Linked DNA regions of Hordeum vulgare: region 1 is linked to region 2. Evidence: chromatin contacts called from public Hi-C data. All regions are on one chromosome and are shown on one strand. Each heading gives the region's core, a stretch centred on a gene start, on an enhancer-like site or on the middle of the called end of the contact. The rest is flanking DNA. Distances are from core to core; before and after follow the strand shown.

Evidence for each region. A called contact is a pair of places that touch in the nucleus more often than the background predicts.
Region 1: a Hi-C map of an unstated tissue shows a contact between it and region 2, with 10 times the contacts expected there. The contact joins the promoter of LOC123409935 here to the promoter of LOC123409678 in region 2. A contact is called at or near these places in 3 of 6 Hi-C or Micro-C datasets (leaf and an unstated tissue).

The regions. Positions count from the first base shown.
Region 1 is chr7H:112,702,781-112,710,021 of MorexV3_pseudomolecules_assembly, forward strand. LOC123409935 (putative 1-phosphatidylinositol-3-phosphate 5-kinase FAB1C) reads right to left here and starts at 5,774. Exons shown (of 11, transcript XM_045102804.1): 1 at 5,199-5,774; 2 at 4,361-5,122; 3 at 4,112-4,265; 4 at 3,685-4,020; 5 at 2,680-3,438; 6 at 2,253-2,587; 7 at 2,052-2,178; 8 at 1,551-1,712; 9 at 110-1,441; 10 at 1-17. The coding sequence starts at 5,455. It also overlaps the pseudogene LOC123409936.
Region 2 is chr7H:112,552,024-112,558,818 of MorexV3_pseudomolecules_assembly, forward strand. It overlaps LOC123409678, which reads left to right and starts at 3,976. Exons shown (of 42, transcript XM_045102547.1): 1 at 3,976-4,207; 2 at 4,336-4,414; 3 at 4,599-4,676; 4 at 4,802-4,882; 5 at 5,150-5,226; 6 at 5,311-5,365; 7 at 5,454-5,502; 8 at 5,639-5,776; 9 at 5,863-5,944; 10 at 6,535-6,613; 11 at 6,738-6,781. The coding sequence starts at 4,085.

The sequences.
Region 1 (7,241 bases), core at 4,524-7,023, 150 kb after region 2:
AAGTTCTTGGCAACGACCTAGTGCACAGATGGGTCACAGTTAAGTTAAAAATAATTTAACCTTACAGGACCCTAGAAACACATGAGAATAAACTTGAAGCGTGACAAACCTGGTAAAGACCAAGAACTTTAGCAAGGCAAATTGGGCTTCCAGAGGATACGGACTCTGTTATATATTTGAAGTACTCAGCTGCGTAGTCCTCAAATGAATCTAGTTCCGTCCGTGTCACTTGCTTTATGACAAATCTGTCATCCAGTGTCTTGGCAAAGTATACATTACTCTTGCCACCTTGAGCACTCCATCTTTTGCATCGGCTCAAAGAACGAATGTAATCCAGTTCATCTGCACAACACTTTTTTCTGATTGAATCAAATTGCTTTGCAAAATAACATATTACAGAAAATTTTGCCTTATCCACAGAACATGAATCTTCATCCTCAAAAGAAACCGTCAAATGATCCAGAGAGCTTAAAACACTAGGTCTGTCCAATTCATTATGCAGATTCAGCACTGGCAACACGAAACTACGATATTCTGGAACAGTCATGGCATGGGCTATCATACTGGATGGCTCATCATCATACACTGGAACAACAACATCTGAAACACTTTGTGATAGAAGGAAACGACCCTCACCATCAACCATACCAGGAAGTGACAGCTTATTTGTGAAGGTCGGGGACAAACCCCTGCCTGTTCTCTCAAGCGCCCTAGGAGGCCTTTGGGAATAAGCTCTTCTTATGTTTACATTTGAATCGTCGACAGGTGATAACCCATTTCTGAAATTGATTCCAGAATCAAATGATTTAATTCTAATTGGAGCCATAACATTATGGTATGAGGAGCCATTCATCAGAGCAGTAGGTACGACTAGAAGTGTCTCCACGCCAGAGCCAGTCCATGCCAAGTCAATTCTATCAGAAAGATTTGATGGAGAAGACTCTGACTTCTCCAATGTCTTCTCAAGCTTAAGTTCATCAGCCATCACCCCATTGCTCTGTACTTCACATGGGTGCGGGACAATGTGGAGACCAGCAGAACTACCAGAGCCTTCAACAGACTGGTGGTATACTTCATCTATGCTGGTCAATCCAGAATGTGACGCAGTTGTGTCACCATGTTCTGTTCTGAGCAATGGCTTCCCACTATCTGTGATAAACGAACTTGACTGCGAATATTCTAGTGACTTCTCCATATTCTCCTGTGTGCTGGAAATCTCAGCCTTTGAATCTTTTAACATGCTTTCAGGAAACTTCTTAGGACATTGTGCATCAGTTGCCACAGTACAGTTTTTCTTGGTGAGTGAGTGCATCATGTGCAGACGGCGATCCCATACGTGTGCATCAAGTACAAGCTCTCGCCTCAGGCGGTTGAGCTCTAGAACATCTACGGGTTCTCCAATTGTTTGTAAGTTCTGTATGCTACCAAACCCCGACAAAACCTGAAAAATGGTGTGCATTTACGGAAAAGAAAAATCAACCCACCAGCACAGTATGTAGCCTACCACATACTTTAACAGCATAATAAAACCATGTAACAGTTTAACTTACGTCATATTTCTTCCACTCAACTTTAATCAGATCTTTAAGATCAACAACATGTTTATACAAGCCCGACTTCATGCTCACATCTTCTTGGGCTGAAACTGTCTTTTCAATGCACTCAAGATTGTCAGAAATCACCCTGTAAAAGTTATCCTTCCTATTGGCTACCTGCAAGACAAGTTAACCATTTAAATAGGGCAATAAATTACACAAAAGTATGTCTAAAGGAGCATTTCCAGCACTCAGCTTAACTTTGCTCCATAAAGCTAGCTTTAGGGCCAAATGGTGGAGAAGCCCACAAAACTAGCTTCTCAGAGTGCATTAGCTTATAAGGGAAGTCGGCTAGAGAGAGGTGGGAGATAGGATGGTGAAAGGCTAAGAAGCAACTCCACCAAAACTTATAAGCTTCAGCTTTTTTATTAAAAGCTGGATGATTTACTCAGCTTCAACTTTAAGCTAGGCCAAACAGGCCGTAATAAAAAAAATCTTATATTCAAATAAACATACATCACCAGCCTCCTCGATGAGCCAATCTTGTGCTACTGGACAAGCAAAGTCTAATACTGAGGGTGGCAAGTTGACAGACAGGATGTCTACAGGAGAATAACGGAAGACAGCAACCATACTTCCGAACCTGTTCATGGAGAATGGCAACAGTTACATTGACCTTAAATTTGAGAAGGTTGAATACAAGAATCCACCACATACCCATAAAAACGAAGACAGTCCCTCTGGAGGGAATGTCCACAGCAGGCAACTCGATTGGCTGTTGTGTGATTCGAAAAGCTAAGTTCAAGAAACTTTCCAAAAGAAAGTCCACATGCCGCATCAGACATCACTACTCTGTGTGTTGCCGGAGGGTTTCCATTTTTCTGTTTGCACCGGAGGCACCTGTGCCACATCCATATCTTCCCATCATTCCGTCCAGGTAACGGCTTTACAGATTCAAGATTTCTAACACCTATTGAAAGACTGCCTTGTTGATGAGTATAACATTGAACATGAGATTCTGCAGGTTCTTTGCAAGACTCACAGCACGAAGTCTGCAACAACGACGGAACACATTAATAAGGTAGTAGTAGCCTACTAGGTATTTACTTGCAACCAAACAGGAAAATGGATGACAATACAGTACCTGATAAAATAAATCTTCACGAAAATACCTCCCAAGTGGCTTATCAAAATTACCGTAGAACTTTATGCGGAAGAGCTGAGATTGCTTGCATACAATTCTTTTCTGATGGCATGCAATGGACAAGGAAACCAAAATGCTCTGTGCATTATCGGATGTTGGGAAATACTCGGTGGGGTTCTCGTTATGATCAGGTACGGTTACTCCTACATGTTCTTCGTCTGATGTATGATGGCAACCATTGTCCAACTCACTTTCAACTCTATAAATCCCACCAACCCTCTCATCTCGATGAACGTCATCAGGGCATTGCAAATCTGTTGGTGTCCCTTTTCTGACTAGAGGTGCTTCACAATTATTATCGATAAACAATGTTGGGGGGTGAGAAAACGTGTCATCAGTTCCAGGAATGTATTCTTCCTGACCAAAGTTAGGTTTCAAAAGGGATTGGTCGATAGTTAACACTTTAGAAGAACCATCAAGGAAATTTAGAGGCACGATGCAGCCCTTTTCTGAAGTTCTGTCACCAATGATTTGAAAATCATTCAAATTCTGCCGAGAAGTACTTGAGGAAATATCCCCACCATTCATATGCTTCTCAAGTGGACGAGCTGGAAGATCTGAAGGGGTCTTTGGTAGTGTTGCACCCTCATCTGCAAGATATGAAGTCTCCAGTGATAGTTGATATGCTGCAAATACAGCAAACTGTAGAGCAAGTTTGACCTTCCTTAACTCTTCATAGGATGTGCCCCTTAGGAGGACCTAGGAAAAAAATCGTTGGTTGTATTAGATATGTCTTGCACAATTAAAGTGCCACAATAGATAGACACAAAGCGGAGCTCAAGATTGCCATCCTCGGCAGAGAGTAAAATTATGCCAAAAAACAGTATAGAAGAATACGTGTATAAAATTAGGACCAAAGTAACAATATGATGAGAATTGACCCTTCATTTTTTTATGGAATGGAACAAGATCTTTAAAGGTAGCAAACAGTTCTATGTGCATTACCGTGCAGCCCAGGCGTCTTGGACAGCCATCAAAGAACATCAGTGTCTTGATAGATTTTCTGTTATCCTTCGGAGCTAAAGATTCTGCAACTCTTTCAATCCAGAAAGCTTGGCACTGTCCAAGTCTTGCTGAAGTGACATTGTCAATGGATGAAGCAATTTTAGCACCTGTGCAGCGTGATATCCGTTCTAGAAGTGATCTCTTGACATTCAGTACTAAAGAGATATCTTTTGCAAGAAGCTGTTGAGCATACATCGGCACGCTCTTTTCAACCAGCAAGACATGAGGTCGTTGGGCCTCTATCTTTGCAACAGCATTCTTAAGATATTCCTTTTCCTGTACATATCACACTTTTAATGTCAACTACGGACATACTGAGAGCTATTAGGATAAATACACTTCAGCTGACAAAGAATGGAGGCATTACCTGTTCAAGAATGCTGTTTATTGATGCTAGTTTGTTTGTAACCTTTTGATGTTCCAGTGCTCCTCCCAAAAGAAGAATTCTAGGATTCTCATGCTTTGACACCATGCGTTTATGCTTTACATTCTTAGAACAAACAACACCTTTAATGAAAGTACTGCAAATAAACAGATGAATAATCATTTAGCTCCGAAGATGGCATGAAAAATATCATATAATCACTCAACACAGCTGAATCGTTATAGGGCGTACCTATCATTGGGAGTCCCTGACGCTACACATTTAACTTTGACATAGTTGGTGGGATCCATGCTACCACCTTTGCTTGTATCTGGCTGCACAAAGGTAGCTGCCTGCCATGCTAATAAGGATACTATGTCCGACCATCCATCCACGAGGTCAACTCCATGACCTTGGAGCAATTGGGACACAAGAGCCCTGAAATGCCCATGTAGAGCGTTCCTTAAGAACTCTTTATGAGCTATATTCTGTTTTCCTTTGGTCCCTGGTAAATCATCACTACCACCGCACTCATGGTTAACATGTTCAAAGGTCTTCCCATCACCAATAGCGCTGTCATCATCATCGTCATTGTATTGAAAGAAACTGTTTTCGGAGTCATCACCCTCATCTTGAGGCGGTGGAGGATGCCATATGAGTCCATTATTACTCTCAAAATCAATTGGCTGTATAATATTGTCATGATGTTCATCATGGCAATTGGGTGAATCCATCAAATAATCACCATCATCGTAGCCATGACCAGAATTCAAAGAGTATAGAGGAGAATTTTGGCTGGCATGACCATTTATCCCGGAGGGAGGACTTGTGCCTACTTGTCCGGATCGTTTCATAGGACTATATAACGGGCTCGAATTTCCCAACCTGAATGTGTACAGCCTACTAATATTTGTGCTCACGGAATCCGTATCAGAAGTATCTTGAGAAAACTCACTGCCCGGGGAGAAATACCGGCCTCGGTCTGAGTCCTCGCCGTCTTCATAACCAATACTCCTACATCCAACAAATTTTATTCAGTCAACATATCAGGCTATGCCCTCCAGGGAATGCAAGGAAGTCAAATACCCACCCTGGCGTTGAGCATCGGAGAGGACCAGGTGAGGAGAAACGCCGCCACCCAGCAGACCTCGAGGAAGACGGTGTCGGGACACGCTCCGGTGGGGACATCGGAGCCCCGTCCAACCCGTCACCACGCTGCTCCATGGGGGCACCTCGGCCACCGTTAATAGGCCGGACGCCGAGGTCGGAGCGGTCGCCGCCGCCGCAGTCCGTCATCGCAAGGTCGGTCACCCAAGAATCGGACTTCCGCGCGACGGGAACTCCCATAAAAGCAGCAAAAACCACGAAAAAACAACTGCCGAGGAGGCCCAAACCTAGCAACTTCTTGATTTCACAGTAGACCCTGTACCAAATTACACACCACAAATCACGGGAAAACAAAGCACGCCAAAACCAGGAGCCACAAACCGTTAGAGGGGAGCTAAAAGGGACCCCGCAAAGCGCCTAGTCCTAGCGTTTCTTGGGATCTGCACATCCGAGGCATTTCCTCGAGCATGTGGCGGGCAAGAGGGCGGCAGCATCGCCCGAGGCTCCACGGTCAAGCAGCTGCTGCGGGAGGGAGGCGGCGGCGGCGGCGGCGGCGGCGGCGGCGGGCGAGCGGAGTCCAGGGTAGGGGGAGGCGGAGGGGGGTGAGGGGAAGGTGCCCATGGAAGGGAAGCTTTTGCGTGTGAGGGGAATGGAGGAAGATATAGAGTAGAGAAAAAGGTAAGCGCGGTAGGAGAAAGGTGGGGAAAAAAAAGAAAGAGTTCGGTGGGTGCCGTTGGTTTTGGTTTTTTTGTTTTTCCTGCCTTTTAATTCGCTTATCTTCTTTCCTTTTACTACCTTTCTTTTGACTTCTGTCTTTTTTATAGTAGGAAAAAAACCCAGGACTTGTATCTCTTGATGGGAAAAAAATCAGAGAAAAAATATATTGTGTTTCTTTCCTTTTATGAATTAAATTAAATTGTGATGGAGCTAGGCAGTACTATGTTATTGTGGTGAAGCAAAATCCGGATTGTGGGTTTGAGTTGCCTTTTCTCTATGTTCAAAAGTTATTTTCTTCCATTTGACAAAAGTTGTTCCCTGTTGAGACTTTGCAACATGTGCGTTGTGTTCTGTTTTGATTGCTCAAGGTCTTTCGATGTCATTTTCGTGTTGATAAACCTTGAGCGTCATTTAACCGCATATTTCGTGATTTTGTCAAATAAGGACATGTTGTCCCCAAAGAACAAACGGCGAGTATAGTAAAAGTATGTTACAATTTCAGTAACATATACTGTATATTCCACATGAAAATTCAAGAAAATATATGGAACACAAAATATGAAATTGTATCACAAGTCGTAGAAAAAATTGTGATGACTCACTAATTTCAATCACGCCCGCGTTCTTAAGCCTTAGTCATCATCAAGTTATAATAGTATTATTAATGTCCATTTTGTAACCTTGAAATTATTGTTAAATGTAAGAAGATGTGACTATAAGCCTCATCCATCAAGATTCAAGAGCATCATTACAAATAATACCCATTGTAGTTCCTTCACATGGATCATTTTTATCTCATCGCTTGCCAAAGCATCAACGGTAATAAACATGGTATTGTAGTTCATATTTCTCTTTTTCAGTTGGATATATTTTCTTAAGGAGAAGCGCGAGACACATGAAATCTTTTTTCCCAAGAAGATCTCAATGCCAACTCAATTTGCTTATCTTTGTTACAAGGAGCGACAAGAAACCGAGTTCAAAGACATTAGTGTATAAGAATTTCTTGAGAAAAGGGGGGTCAAGCAATACGCTGCTCCCAAGCTCAAATAGACCCTCATTGACAGTAAAATAAAATGAAAACCAATTCTTATGCTCGGAAGCTGCTGGATTAGGAAGACTCGGCCCCCGCGTCGCTCCCAGGGGCGACTCGGGCGGCGAAACCCTAGCCGCCACCCAAGCCCCCTCCCTCCCCTCGTCGCCGCCGGAGGATGCTGGTGGGTGAAGCCCTCGTCGGTGGACGGCGGCGACGGGGCCCTTGTTTGCGTGCTCGCGCGCTGGAGCGGTGGGAATGTGCTCGCGCGCTGGAGCA
Region 2 (6,795 bases), core at 2,726-5,225:
GATCAACGAGCTAGCCAACTAGAGTCTCACTAGCGACACATTGTGGTCTATGTATTCACACATGTATTACGGTTTCCGGTTAATACAATTATAGTATGAATAATAGACAATTATCATGAACTAGGAAATATAATAATAACCACTTTATTATTGCCTCTAGGGCATATTTCCAACATCATCTAGGGTTTAGCATATACGATCTCAAGGTAGATCTACTCTGTAATCATCTTCATCAATACAATCAAGCAGGACGTAGGGTATTGCCTCCATAGGAGGGCTTGAACCTGGGTAAACCGATGTCTCCCCCTTCTTACTACAACCCATCGATCCAAGGTCCACGGTTCGGGACCCCCTACCCGAGATTCGCCGATTTTGACATCGACAGTCTTCTTCCCTATCCTTGAAATAAGTTTTGTGCAATAGTGAGCTACAAACAAAAGAACAAGTTAGCACCTGAAACACCAAGAAGAAGCATGAACATGGAAGAATCATGAGACAAAATGGCACTTACCCTATCTCTATCATTAGTGCCACTTGGGTTTAACGTGTGAACCGCCTTAAGTGCGACCGCCCACCTTTGACAATCTTTGTTGATTGTCGACCACCGGGAGCGAAGATATCTTTCCGTGTGGTCAATTCCACTTTTGTTGTGTAAATCAAAGTGCTCCTTCATCCGGATCCAATATGCATCCCTACTTTTGCCCCCTCCAACGGTGGCATCCCTAGACACTTACAAACATGTATTGCATAGCAAGATGTCTTCGTCCATGCTGTAGTTGCCCGCTCTTCCTTTCGGTGCATCGATGATGCCCTCACCATCCTCGTCCACCTCAAACTCATGATCATCGAAATGCACATCATTGTTTTGAGACCAATGAGAATTGTCAGAGCCAACACTCATATATGTCTCATCATTGAAACTACAAAGTATATACAACAAAACGAATAAGCTATCCACATGTATCCATTCAAAAAACAACAACGAAAAAAAGTGGGTGAAATTTTACCTTGTGGGCATTTCATCGAACACATTGTGTGCATCGGCCGCCGGTGCAACAAGCAAGCTCGTCGGTGCTTCGGTCGTCGCCGCATCCATCGCACGCCCTGCAAGTCTCTTCTTCGACCGCCTAGAGGAGCCGTCCACCGCCTTGTTCTTCTTTCCGGACACTTTGCGAGCCTTCACCACCGTCGCATTTGGGAACTTCGAGAGGGCGGTACGTGGCTTCATGGCGGGCGTCGGCGCGACGCCCCGCCGCCGAGGTCGTCCGTGGCGCCATGAAAAGGCCGCACGCGAGATTGGTGCTTGGAGGAGCACCGACGGAGGCGAAGCCAAAGCTCCCCGCGCTAGGGTTTATGCCGACAGCGGCGGCGGCGACGACGACGACGACGGAGGGGTTGGGGGTGCAGGAAGGGGTGAGTGGGATGTCGTCGCGGCCGTCCGTCGGGCGACAACACGAGCGGGGCGAAAGCAGCGCGACCGGAGAGGATGCGGCGCATGCGCTCGAGGAGCAGGCGCACGAAAAAAGCGGCGCGCGATGCCCTTTCGCCCCCCGCGCTAAACCACTTATGCCTCACATGTTTTTACGTCTCCGCTGGAGCATCCGAAGCAGCTGCGCGCGTGTAAAAAACTGTATTTTTTCAGCGTAACACTTAGGGCATGTATATTGGTTGATAAGATGATCCTATCTTAAGTCTTGAATGTAATTTAGAGATGGCAAAAAAATGTCTTACAATTGGTCACCTCTTAGCCTTATGTTCAATAACTAGTTATTCCTAAAAACATAGTAAGACATATTGTGCTAAAAGGTCACCTCTTGTTCTTTCTTAAATAAGAGAAGACAAACCTTATCTTATGAGTTCTCTCTCCTCCACCTCATCATTTATTCTACATGACATTATTAAGATGGCACCATTGTACATGCCCTTATATCACGCGGCTGTCAGAGATGCTCTCCGAAGGCGCGCCATGTAGTAGATAGATACTAGGGTGGCCTATCTACTCCTTCGACTTCTGGTTTAACTTTTGTGCAAGGGAAATCCTTACACTTGGATTCACCGTTCCATATCAAGATCAACCGCTTAATGTTGCCGGCAGGCGAGTAGGCTAGTCCACATTCAGTTCATCTTAGACAGGATTAGAGCTAGACTAGCTGGATGGAAGGGCAAACTGCTTAATGTTGCCGGCAGGCGAGTCCTGGTCCGTAACGTCCTCTCAACCCTACCTACCTTCGCACTCTCTGTGCTAAGAGCGCAAAGGAAGTTTTTTGACGAGGTAGACAAGGCTAGGCGCCGTTTTCTCTAGGCACAGGACGACGACGAGTTTGGTGGAGGCAAGTGTAAAGTAAACTGGCCGACAGTCTGCTCCCCACTGGAGAATGGGAGTTTGGGCATCCTAGACCTAAACCGCTTCAGTAGAGCCCTTAGACTACGATGGCTATGGCTGGCATGGACGAGCCCCGACAGGGCCTGGCGGGGCATGACTCTGCCTCGCGACGAAGCGGACAGGGACCTGTTTAACGCATCAACAACAGTGGTCCTCGGCAACGGCGCAACGGCATCATTCCGGCATTGCTCATGGACGGGAGCAGCCACCCTAAAGACGGCGTTCCCGTCGCTTTTCAAGCACTCCAGGAGGAAGCACAGAATGGTACAGGAGGCTCTAAGCAACAACACCTGGTTAGCAGATTTAGCGCATGGTAACAATGCGCACCTATGGGAGGAGGCAATTAGGCTACATAGATGGCTCCAAGATAGGGATCTTCACCTTGAGGAAGAAACTGCTGACACTATCACATGGAACCTTGAGGCATCAGGAACATATACGGCAAGATCGGCGTACAAGGCACAATTCCAAGGAATGATGAAGTCCGATTTCAAGAAGATAATCTGGAAGACTTGGGCACCCCCTAGGCTCAAGATTTTTGCCTGACTGCTCCTGCGAGACAGACTATGGTGCAATGACCGGCTGCAACGACGAGGATGGCCAAACGGCTATTTCTGTCAGCTATGCCTGCGGAACCTAGAAACATCAACTCATTTGTTCTGGGAATGCCTCATGTCACTGGAAATCTGGGCACACGCTGCCTCGAGGGACGGATGCGCCTCCTTGTACCCTGACACATGGGCAACGAAGATGGGGTCAACCGATAAAATAGCCATCATGATAGAAACGGCTCCACCAGTACACCGCAAGGCCACCAGGACGATGATCGCCCTGATCCTATCGGAGATTTGGAAGCACAGAAACGATTGCACTTTCACAAGCAAACAGGCGCATATTCAAGATATAAAGAACGCAATCACAAGAACTGTCAAGCTTTGGAGACAAGCGGGAGCATCGTTCTTGGAGCACCCTTTCTGGGAACCGCCATGAAAGATCGCGACCGTTTTTCTTCCCTTTTTCCTTTTTATTTTTCTCTGTCCTTTTTCCTTGATCCTTCGATCAACTCCCCCCACACCTTTGTAACCGCTTTTCTCCCTGCTATGTTTTAATATAAGCCAACATCTAGCTGGATCTTTAAAAAATAAATCAAGATCAACCGGCGACCTACTAAGCAAGTTGATCTTTATATACGCTGCTAAAGTAAAATAACAAAGTGTTTATCATTAAACAAACCCAAAAGCAAGATCCTTACATCGCGCCGTGTCCCATTTGTCACGTGCACTTCAAAATTTAAAATCTCATGGGACATACGTACGCTCCCGTGCAAAGTTCAGCTCCACGATTTGGCACGCTGCGGTACAAGACCCGCATCATCATCTTTCCGCTCACAGGGCCCGCACGGTCAGAACCCTGTCTCGTCGCGCTAAAAAAGTAAAAAATGGAGCACCCGTGGCGTCCTCGTCCGGAATCCAAACGTGGCCCCGTCCCAGCCCACATGCGCCACGCAGGATTCGCACGGCGCGTCGGGCCCGCGGTCCAGTGACACGGAGCGGCTGGGTAAAATGCCCAGGGCAGTGGAGTCCTCGTGTGCCACTCTTCCCGGCCTCCTCACTCCCCTGTCCCCGCTTCCGCTCTGCTCGCCTCTGCTTCGGGCTGGTCGTCGCCGTCGGCGGGCGAGGTCACACGCCGCTCACTCGCGGGATGTCGCCGTCGTCCTCGCCGGCGAAGGTCGTCGCCTTCGTCGGCGCCGACGGTCTGAGCGTCGCGCTCGCCGCTTCCTTCGCCCGCTCCGGCGCGATCGTCCGCTTCTACATCGGCCCCAAGGTCGCCTTCACTCGATCGCCCTTCCCTCGTCTCCCCATTCCTTTCGCCCCCCGTTTTGGTTTCGTCTCCTCTCGGAGGTGCTTTCGCGGGATGCTCTGTCCTGACGGTGCGTGTGGCGGTGTGGGCAGGCGGATGGATCGGCGGCGACGGCGCTCGCGGAGCAGGGCGGCGGCGTCCGATGCGCCAGCCCCGCTGAAACCACGCGAGGTAAGAGTATATAACGATCTCCAGCACTGGACATGGCCTTCCCGTGGCGCATATGGATGGCGTGCGTGCGTGCGAGGCGTTCGTTGGAATGCCCAAGAGACCATGCTCTTACGTGGTGAAGAAAACTGTGTCGTGTGTGTTGCTTGCTTCTATCTGATCAATCAAAAACTCTTGCTGCACGCAGATGCTGTGCTGGTAGTTGTGCTCAGTGACGCGGATGAGGTGGATGAGTTGTTCTTTGGAGCTCAGGGTATAGCGAAAGGTATGTACTACGTGCGTTCTGTGTTATTGTGTTGCCTGCCAGTCTGTCGATCTCACGCACCTGTTTCTGTACAATTTATATATACACTCGACATTTGATATGATGTTTGCTTGAGCATTGCATAGGATTGTGCAAAGAGGCTATTGTATTAATACGATCGACATTGGTGCCTAGTCATCTTGAGAAATTGGGGCAGAAGCTTAAAGGTAAAATGTTATTCGTGCTTCAACTCACCTATTCGCTTAGCTGGGAACAGTAGTTCTGTGCTTAAAATTCTATGTGCATCTTTAAGAATGCGAAAGGTGCACATTTAACAATTATAATAAGAACAGTAGTTGATCTTCTTGAACCATTGTAAGAAAACGTTCGTGCAATTCCTACTGGCCTCCTGTATTCCCATTCCAACAAACAGAGTGCACCCATGTTGGTGATGAATGGCCGTACTAGTTAATCTGGATTGATTTTTTCTGCAGATGAAAAGAAGGATATCTCCCTTCTTGATTCTTACATTTTCAGTGGTTTATCTGATGAGCTGAAGGAAAATATTTTTGTAAGTGATACGAAGCTGAGAATCTGAATTGTGTGCTTGTATGCTTACGTATTCTGTTATCACAGTTTAGCTTTTGAATGTCAGGTTGTTGCATCTGGGAGAAAGGATGTGGCAGAAAGAGCTGGGAAATTCTTCTCCGGTAGTTCCAAATTTGTGTACTTTCTTTAATACTTTCTTCCTGGTCCTTATCTTATGATACTGAATTTTTAAGCTATTTGACATTCCAGGTCTTGACAAGACCATTTACTTTGTCGAAGGTGAATTTGGCTGCAGCAGGTTGCTTACTTTTTCCTGAAAATAGCAAATATAAGATAGTTGAGATATCAATTTTCACCCCTTCCATATATTTACCATACTAACTAGTTTAACTTTAACTGTCACAATTTGAGCCGTGTGCCATTTATTTTTACAGCAAAATTAGGTTGGTTAATGATTTGCTGGAGAGCATTCATTTTGTTGCTTCTACTGAAGCAATGTTTCTTGGTGTTCGAGCTGGGATTCATCCATCAATTATCTATGACATAATATCAAATGCTGCAGGAAGCTCAAGGTTACAAGGATTATTGAATTCTTTGTGTTCTGTCTGAACTCGTGATCTTGTAGGTTTCAAATTAAGATTGTACAATTTACTGACAGGATTTTTGTGGAGGTGGTACCGAAACTTTTGAGTGAAGATCCATTGCTTATTGATTTTCTGAAGTCACTAAAGAAACATGCAGTAAGTTCCTTTTCTTCTCCTTTGAAGGTGGTATGGGATTCTTAGGATACTTTGCACAATATATGAACAGTGCAGGCAATTAAGTATGTCCTTTGTCTCCCTTTTGGTAGCTCTGCAGAATTCTTTTTATGAAAGAGGGGATTGCAAAATCTAGAATGTTATTTCAAATAAAATATATAAATACGTAGGTGATGTGCACATTTATTGCTATGAAAAACTTGTATGGACAATGAATGAAGGCATCCTATGCATATTGGAGCCACGACCGGTGGTATTGTGGTAAGAGTAGGTAGCTGGGATGTGGTATTCAAATTGGAGGGTCCAGGATTAGCAATTGGAAGAGAGGAAGTTTCTTGTTCTTCTCCTTGATAGATATTACTTTTAACTACAGTTTGCATTTTAGTTTTGTGTCTAGTTCCATGCTCTTAATCTTGTAAGTCAACCCTGGAGAGAGGATTAAATGGTTAATTAGTAATGTGCCACTCTGATCTTGCAGACTGTAAAAGGAATACTGCTACTGTATGGCTGATTTCCTGAATGCTTCTGTTTATTAATCACTGACACAGTTTTCACTCTTAAACAATATATAGAGCTACGTAATGGATACGGCTAAAGCAGTAACGTTCCCTCTGCCACTTCTAGCTGTTGCCTATCAACAATTAATACATGGTATGATGTTAAAGCTTATTTACTTCCAACACATCTTGAAATTCTCCTAATAGCCTGAACAGGCATATGATGACAACATGCTAGTACCTTCTCATTCATGCACATTTTTTGTACTTATCTTCAGGTTCTTCAGCAGTAATTGGAGATGAATCTGCTTCACCGTTGAAGGTGTGGAATAACTG